Linked DNA regions of Sus scrofa: regions 2 and 3 are each linked to region 1. Evidence: chromatin contacts called from public Hi-C and promoter capture Hi-C data. All regions are on one chromosome and are shown on one strand. Each heading gives the region's core, a stretch centred on a gene start, on an enhancer-like site or on the middle of the called end of the contact. The rest is flanking DNA. Distances are from core to core; before and after follow the strand shown.

Region 1 (2,780 bases), core at 253-2,752:
CCTGAGTAGAGTGTGACACCTCTCCCTCCCCCCACAGCCACCAGCCCGCCCCCACGCCTACAGTTTAAAAAGAATTTAAAACTTTCACTCCGGAGTCCCATCTGAACTGCTCAGAACTGCACTCACATTCTCGTCTCCAGAGAGGTCCGGGTTGCTGTTCTCGTCGCTGCTCAGCTTCTGCTTCTTGGCCGCAGGCATGTCTGTTCCCGCCGGCGCTGTCGACACTTCCCTCTCGGACATATTCCTCCGCCTCCCTCCAGGTTCCTGCCGCCTAGGGCGGGGCCTCCGCCACACCGCCGTCAAGCAAGCCCGGCCGGAGCTTGCCGCAAAGTTGCCACTGCCGCCGCCACCTCCACCGCTCCCCCCACTGTCGCAAACCGCGCCCAGCCGCCGAGGCGGGCGTGCGTGCGACCCCGCCACACTGCTGAAAAAGGGGCGCGCGCGCGCGCGCCCTCCCGCGCGGCTTCCTGGATCCTTCCCTTTACCCACTCCCGTCTTGCCCTTTTCCCGCCGCCCTCCCGGCAGTTTGCACGGAGAGGTGTGATCCGTTGGCTTTCAAGGGCAGTATTTCGTACGTTCCCCTTCCCCACGACCGCGTCGAAAAAAGAGAGGCGGAACTCAGAAGGATGCCCCCTCACCCCCTTCCTCTTTCCAAAGACGTTTCAGTCGCAATTGGCCCAATCCTTCGATCCCCGACCCGCTGCAAGGACTCGAAAGTCTGTGGAATGGACTAGACCACCAATATCCTAGGGGACGGGGGAAGAGATGAGAAGTCACCTCTTGATTTAGGGGTATATGGCAAGTGTCCATAACCTTAACCTCAGAGGCTAACGCTCTCAAATTGTTCATGGACCTGTTCACAATCTCATTTTCGGGTGAGAATAGAAATTTAAAACTGTAGACTGTTTCTCACTTGCCTCCCCTGCCTAACAAATGGAAGTTACCCGCTCATAGGTGCGCATGCGCTGGGGCGTATTCTCGCGCTTGGTTGTCCGGACCCGCCTCCTCCAAGCCCCGCCTCTTCGAAGTCTTTGCTGAACCAGGTAGTCTTCCACCGGGTTTCCGTAGCCTAAGATGGATTTCAAAGCGGTACCAAATCGTAGTCCCTGAATGCGTCATAATTTTTTTTGATGAATATTTATTCTGGTGAATATTTATTACGATGAATGATTATCCTCGTCCAATTGGTGCTACTATTGAGAAGAGTTTAAGTAAGAATATCCTAAAACTATAATATCCTAGACTCCAGTGAGTTACAGCTCAAAGTACTCCTTTAACTGTTAAAGGGTTATCAAGGCCCTGGACAATGCCAAGGCCCAAAAATCAATGGTCATCTCCAACTTTGTTTGAAACTGTGAGACTTAAGTGACGGCAAATCCGATACAATAAAATTTTAGGTGCAGGCCACAAAACTGTTAGATTTCATCAAAATCTGGGCGCTTGACAGATGCTAAATAAATTGGTGATCCTGGTGAATTTGTTAGATGGGTCATTAAGCCACATAACTGAACAACAAAGAAAAAAAAAAAAGAAAGGTGCGTGATATTATATGTTTTTTCCTCTTTTAAACCTCATTACATAGCCTGTTGGATAAACAGTTGAGAGTGCCCCATCTATTAAATTCTAGTGTACTTGAACTACTTTTGCATGATGCTTTAACATAGAGAATATTATCTGTTTCATTAACTGCGGATTGCAAATCACTCTTTCTTTTGGAGATAGGGAGAGGATTCTGTTGAGAATGAGAAAAGGTAAAGCAAAAAGCAAGGCAGAATAAGTTTTTTTTTTTGCAATGAAGACAAAAATGAGGCTGAAAAATTAAAGTCCATATCTTAATAATAGTAATTGCATTTATTTGTTGAAATCCTAACATTCCAGGCACTACTAAGCACTCAGTTGGTGAGAGAGAGAGAGATGAAACTGGTATAGAGTCAACCACTGAGAAACTAAGATGTGGTTTGGCATGACATTTTCATGCGCAGAAACAAACATACCCCGCTTGTCTCTTGAGAAGGATGTTTATGAAATATAGCTCTACCAAAAAAAAAAAAGGATAATGAGCTAAGGCATTTCTAATCCAAATTACTCTGTGTATTTGGGAATCAATGGGAGCTGGAAAGTGGAAATCACTTATAGTCATAAAATTAGAAAATTGCTGAACATTTGGGTAAAGGACACATATGGAAGGAAAATGCCTTTCGGCCTTCATGTTACCCAAAACGCGAAAATATTTTTAAAGAGTTTTATTAAAACTTGGAGAGATATCTTTTAAATGTGTCTGATGAGTCAGGGATAATATATGGAAATTGGTTTTATTCATTATTGCTAATGTTAAAAATTATTCTGGAGTTCCCCTTGTGGCTCAGTAGGAAATGAATCTGACTAGTATCCATGAGGATGCAGGTGTGATACCTGGCCTCACTCAGTGGGTTAAAGATCCGGTGTTGCCATGAGCTGTGGTATAGGTCACAGGTGAGGCTCAGATGTGGTGTTGTTGTGGCTGTGGTGTAGGCCAGCGGCTGCAGCTCTGATTTGACCCCTAGCCTGGGAACCTCCATATGCCACGGGTGCGACCCTAAAAAGACAAAAATTATTCTGACACTTGTGAGAACAGAAAAGAACTTCATTTAGGACTGTTGTAATAAGTGTCAAGACCGTCACAGGAGGAGAAAGAAATTGGGCTCAACTCTGAATACAGCAGGATTAGGTGGAGATTTATAATCATGGAGCGGAGTGGTGGGTAGGGGTGGGGACGGAGTGCAGGACATGCCACATGCAAT
Region 2 (2,925 bases), core at 18-2,517, 530 kb after region 1:
TAGCTGCTCCCTGTCAGGCCTGTTTGGCCACCCTATACTGAGAGGCATTCTTGATCACCCAGCCTAATGCCCCTCCTCTAGTTCTTCCAGTTACTTTGTAAGCACCTTCTCTCCATTACATCTTTTTCTGCTTAAAATACTTGAATTGGTTTCTATTTCCTACAACTGAGTATAACCTGGTAAGAACATCCATCTCAAATCAACAGCTAGACACTACAGGTGTTCCTGTTCAAGTTAGGAATAAGACACAGAAGTTAGTTATTAAAAGCATTATTTAACATCAATTTGGAAGTGCTATTTCATTATTAGTCAGTACAATGAAGTGAGTATTGCAAAGAAGATGGCAAAATTGTCATTATGTACAATAAGGTGATATGATTGTCTACCAGGGAAATTTGAATGAATAAGCTAAAAATAAAAACTATCAAGGAAGTTCAGTGGGTGAATCAGTTAAGAATTTAACAAAAAAAATCAACAGCTTTCCTATGTAGCAATGATAACCATTTAGAAAATATAAAAGAAGAAATAATCTAGTCTAGTAGCAAAAAATGCATAAAGTAACTGGGAAAAATAAATTAATAAATTTAATGCAACTTCCACGAAAATTCCAGCTTATTTTTGAACTTGGAAAATGTTATAAAGTTATCTGGAAGAATTAATGTTCAAATATAGATGAAAAATTCTGAGAAAGTATGAAATTCTGGGAGTATGTCTTATCTGCAACTTTGGGATGATTCTGCAAAAAAGAAAAATTGTTTTTACCAACCTTTACATACAGATAAAGCACATTTGACAAAAGGACAATTGTTGAACTGTTAAGTCTGAGTATTGGGTAGTAGTGTTCAATTAGAGTATATACTGCAATATTCTTTTACATACATATTCACATATTGTATATTTGGAAATTTTTAAAATAAAAACTTGGAAAAATTAAATTATATATGAAAGACTTATTTACCTCTCTTTTCTTCCAGTATTCTGTGTTTGAAAAAAATCACATGTTATAACGAAAGGAGAAAAGAATAATTTTCAAGAAGAATCTGATCATCAGGATAATTTTAAATTCATAAATTTGGTGTATCTAAAAGATCATTTCGAATGACAGTGGTTTTACTGCAGATGGAAGCTAGAATACAGGGACTGAGACTTGAGGGCCCAGAGGAGTGGCCACTCCTTAGATAAATCCTAGGTTTGTTGTTATTTTTGCCTCTGTTACTATGACATCACTGGAAATCTGGAGTTACTCCTACTCTCGACCTCACAGAACTCTCGCGATACCAGGCCCTGGTGGAGCGGGAAATGTGGTGGGAGGGGCCGGGCCGAGATCGACCGACTTCCGGCCAGGCCGTTGTCTGGGTGGCGCGGTCGAGTCATCGTTGGGCCTCGCCGCTCCGATCTCCCGTCCCTCCCCCCCCGCCGCAGCGCGGGGGGTCGACCAGCCAAGTGGGGGCGGGAGGTGACTCCGACCTTCCCCTTCACTTCGTTCTGGCCTGCACCCCGGCAACCTGCTCTGGGTCCTTGGGACCCGCGAGGCCCGGTCTGAGGGGCCGGGGCCTACGTGGGCCCGCTGCCGGGCCCCATGAGGCATAGCCTGACCAAACTGCTGGCGGCCTCGGGCAGCGACTCCCCAACCCGCAGCGAGAGCCCGGCGCCGGCCGCGACCTTCTCGCTGCCCCCGGACCTGAGCCGGGCGGCGGCGGAGGACGAGGGGACGGCGGCGGCCGGATCTCCTGGCCGCAAACAGCCTCGCGGAAACGAGGGCGAGTCGGAGGCCGGGAGGGGGGGCCGCGGCGGCGTGGCCGTGCGCGCGCCCTCGCCCGAGGAGATGGAGGAGGAGGCGGTCGCCAGCGTCCCCGGGGACGAAACGGAGGACATGGACTTTCTGTCCGGGCTGGAACTGGCGGATCTGCTGGACCCCCGGCAGCCAGACTGGCACCTGGAGCCCGGGCTCAGCTCGCCCGGGCCTCTCTCCTCGTCCGGCGGAGGCTCGGAGAGCGGTGGCCTGTGGCGAGGGGACGACGACGACGAGGCCGCGGCCGCTGAGATGCAGCGCTTTTCTGACCTGCTGCAGAGGCTGCTAAACGGCATCGGCGGCTGCAGCAGCGGCAGTGACACTGGCGGCGGCGAAAAGAGGCGGAGAAAGTCCCCCGGAGGCGGCGGCGGCAGCAGCGGCGGCAACGACAACAACCAGGCGGCGACAAAGAGTCCCCGGAAGGCGGCGGCGGCGGCCGCTCGTCTGAATCGGCTGAAGAAGAAGGAGTACGTGATGGGGCTGGAGAGCCGAGTCCGGGGTCTGGCAGCCGAGAACCAGGAGCTGCGGGCCGAGAATCGGGAGCTGGGCAAGCGCGTCCAAGCACTGCAGGAGGAGAGTCGCTACCTACGGGCCGTCTTAGCCAACGAGACCGGACTGGCTCGCTTGCTGAGCCGGCTGAGCGGCGTGGGACTGCGGCTGACCACCTCGCTCTTCAGAGACTCGCCCGCCGGGGACCATGACTACGCGCTGCCGGTGGGAAAGCAGCAGCAGGACCTGCTGGAAGAGGACGACTCAGCCGGAGGAGTGTGTCTTCATGTGGACAAGGATAAGGTGTCGGTGGAGTTCTGCTCAGCGTGCGCCCGGAAGGCGTCGTCTTCTCTTAAAATGTAGGGTCAAGTAATCTGCTCTTTATCCGCGTTTACCCCTTTCAACTCCCTTACACCATGTAAAACACCTTAGTGGGACATCTTCACTGGACACATTTCAGAGGAGGAAAAAAAAAAAAAAGTAATATTGAATCTTTAAGTGTTTAGCTAAAAGCATGAATGTGACACTGTAACCAACTCCTAATGATAACATGTGACTATTAAATCTCTCTGACAGTTTCTTTTTTAGGTGATTTCCTTCCTGCCAGGCTCCGTTGTAGGGGTTACAGAACAGTCGTTCCCGCC
Region 3 (3,167 bases), core at 109-2,608, 550 kb after region 1:
CATGGTAGCAGAGCTAAGAAAAGCGAAAGTTCAGAAATAAAGGACTTTTTTTTTTTCTTTTTTTTTTTTTAGGGCTGCACCTGTGGCATATGAAGGTTCCCAGGCTAGGGGTCGAATTGAAGCTGTAGCTGCTGGCCTACACCACAGCCACAGCAACGCCAGATTTGAGCTGTGTCTGTGACCTACACCACAGCTCACAGCAACGCCAGAACCTTACCCACTGAGCAAGGCCAGGGATCGAACCTGCGTCCTGTGTCCTTATGGATGCTAGTCAGGTTCTTTTCTGCTGAACTACCACGGGAACTCCAGGACGTGGTTTTATGAAATTAAATTTTCTTGGTTCATCATTCATTTTCTGTGAGATTAATTTACACACCAACAGATATTTACTGGGTAGCCAGTAGATATATGAGAGACCAGGAAAATGTTCAGTGCACTGAAATTTCATATCCCTGCACTTATTAACGTAAGTACTACAATGTAGGCTTAGAAATTTACCTCTGTGTTTCTTGGATGCAAATTTCTTGAGGGCCTTGGTTACATGATAGGCTCTTTGCCCTACAGCAATATTAGTTAATATTAGTTTAATTATTAGGAATAATTTTGTGTTCTGGGGATGGGGGTAAGGGGCGGTGCTGGAGTGAGATATAAAAATCAAATTTAGTATATATAAAGTGTACAGTATATATGTCTGAAATGTTTGAAAGTCCAGCTTAGTGCTATCACTAGAAAGTTTTCTGTTCCATGCTCTGCATATTGTTGAGGTTCCTGGTTCTGTGAACTAGCCATTTCTAAGGCGTAGATATTAAAAGTCACCCTTATTTTTGTAAAAGTTCTGATGAAGCAGCCAGGAGCAGGCCACGGTTATTACCCCGGTTATTAATAAGTCCCTATCAAAGACAATGCCACGTTTAAATATTACAAACATTTCAAAAGGTTTTTGCACTAGCTACCTTTCATGGCTCAGGATAGCTCCTAAAATAGACAAAATTAAATTAGGTCAAGGTGACTCTCTAAATCGGCAGTAAACCTGGAATTAAATTCAAGCAGTCTTTCTCCCCCTCCTCCTAGGCTTAATTTAAAGATAAGGCCTTTTCTTTTCGGGTGGAAAGTGAAGGGACTGTGTCGGTGCCCTAGAACCGACTTCTCCCCTTCCGACTCAAGTCCTGGGATCTCATTCCCGCGCTACAGGTGAACAGCACGTCACCACGCCGAGCTTCTCTTGATATTGCGCGGTTTACTGCACCCCTTTTCCCGGAACCAGTACCTTACTTTCTCCTTCCAGCAGTCGGGGCCTCTTCTGGTCTTCCTCAGCCACGCGAAGGTTCACTCCAATCTTTGCGCAACGCGCCCGGGCGCAGCCATCTTTCTGACACGTGACGCGGTCCGGGGCGGGCACTGGGGGGCCGCGCGGCTGGTGATTGGGCTACCAGGAGGGAGGTTGCACCCAGGACCTTCCCTCGTCGGGAAGGTGCTGTGCCTCCCAGCAATGAAGTTTGGCTACCGTGCAGGGAACTTACTGCTTACAACCTACTCCCGCCTCTCGGAACAGAGCTTTCGGAAATTGAGAAATTTCCAGATTTCCCCTTTCGTTGTCTCTTTCGTTGAAAATCTACCTCTGGTAAGTTCCTTAAAACTTCCTAACCATTAGATTATGTCTCATGTATTGACACTGGCTATGTGAAAAAAAACCTGCATAGCCCTGGGCATACGAGATAGGTACCTGAGATTTCTTTGCTCCATTGATTGTCTGTTCTCCCTTAGATCTTGAACTTCTTGTGCCATGTTACGGTTTGGTTGATTGTGCCATCGAAATCCGAACACTTTAAGTGCCAGCAGGAGCATTCTCCGCCCCCCACCCCCGCCCAGTAGAATACTGTTTATAAAAAGGAGGAGTAGGTGAATGAGGCGAAAGAAAACTTTTCAGAGCGAGGGAGTCTTGTAGCTCCCTGAGGACAATTAAGAACCAAAGTCTTGAACCAAATTTCTGGAGACCCCTGCCTCAAGCCTCATCCTCTCAGGCTCTTTCCTCATCTATAAAGCAGGAGAGGAAACGCAATCATTGATTATTTTGTAAAGGTGTGAGGATCCTATAAAAGCGTTACCAAGGTTACCTGGAAGATCATTGAGCTTTATCTAAGAAGAAAGCAATAGTTAAGGTGAAGAGGGAAAACTTGATAGATGAAGTGAGCAGGAGGAGAATCCCCCCGCCCCCAACTCCTTCCCTGAGGGATTTATCAGATGTCAATCCTTCGCTTGTTGATGATCCAGAAAATGAAAACAAGTGCTTTTCCGCGGCAGAAGATCAGCGTACATCCCAATTAAAAGTTTCTAAGATAAACAAACAGTTGGGGAAAACCAGGTTTTTAGATGTTAACTCAGTGTGCATGAATAGTTTTTTCCCCAACACTCCATTTTATACTCTTATTACAATTTCTTTCTTTTTTTTTTTTTTTTTGTCTTTTTGTCTTTTGTTGTTGTTGTTGTTGTTGCTATTTCTTGGGCCGCTTCCGCGGCATATGGAAGTTCCCAGGCTAGGGGGTCGAATCGGAGCTGTAGCCACCGGCCTACGCCAGAGCCACAGCAACGCGGGATCCAAGCCGCATCTGCAACCTACACCACAGCTCACGGCAACGCCGGATCATTAACCCACTGAGCAAGGGCAGGGACCGAACCCGCAACCTCATGGTTCCTAGTCAGATTCGTTAACCACTGCGCCACGACGGGAACTCCACAATTTCATTTTTAATGGTTTGAAGCTAATTTTGAAGTTAATAAATGTGCATGCTGTACAGTATCTGCAGTATGCCATTCTGGAGCAATAAAAGCAATTTAGTACGTTGAGATTTTACAAAAAATCAGTTCTTCACCAGACGAGATGGAATGTTCATTTCATCTAAGTTCTCAAATTTACTGGCTTAAATTGTTCATAATATACCTTTTTTTAACTCAGTTTATTATATTTATAGTTGTACAACCATCATCACAACCCAGTTTTACAACATTTGCATCCCAGACCCCCAGCTCATCCTTCCCCCTTCACCCTGTCTCCTTTGGTAACCACAAGTTTTTCAAAGTCTGTCAATTTCTGTTCTGCAAAGAAATTCATTGTATCCTTTTTTTAGATTCCACATATAAGTGATAGCATATGTTTGTGTCTCACTGTC

What was found. Promoter capture Hi-C pulls out the DNA fragments that hold promoters and counts their contacts. Hi-C and Micro-C count contacts between places; a contact is called where the count stands out from the background.
Region 2: a contact with region 1 is called in a Hi-C map of liver, with 3 times the contacts expected there. The contact joins the promoter of CREBZF here to the promoter of EED in region 1. A contact is called at or near these places in 2 of 5 promoter capture datasets (fetal liver and liver), 4 of 47 Hi-C or Micro-C datasets (heart right ventricle, liver and skeletal muscle) and 2 of 2 datasets of contacts at active chromatin or transcription factors (alveolar macrophages and skeletal muscle).
Region 3: a promoter capture Hi-C map of liver shows a contact between it and region 1, with 5 times the contacts expected there. The contact joins the promoter of TMEM126A here to the promoter of EED in region 1. A contact is called at or near these places in 1 of 5 promoter capture datasets (liver) and 1 of 2 datasets of contacts at active chromatin or transcription factors (alveolar macrophages).

Annotation. Positions count from the first base shown.
Region 1 is chr9:20,121,799-20,124,578 of Sscrofa11.1, reverse strand. EED (polycomb protein EED) reads right to left here and starts at 1,502. Exons shown (of 12, transcript XM_013979229.2): 1 at 127-1,502. The coding sequence starts at 240.
Region 2 is chr9:19,593,456-19,596,380 of Sscrofa11.1, reverse strand. It overlaps CREBZF (CREB/ATF bZIP transcription factor), which reads left to right and starts at 1,267. Exons shown (of 5, transcript XM_013979210.2): 1 at 1,267-2,640; 2 at 2,858-2,925. The coding sequence starts at 1,580. The coding sequence ends at 2,873.
Region 3 is chr9:19,574,490-19,577,656 of Sscrofa11.1, reverse strand. It overlaps TMEM126A (transmembrane protein 126A), which reads right to left and starts at 1,358. Exons shown (of 5, transcript NM_001243592.1): 1 at 1,268-1,358.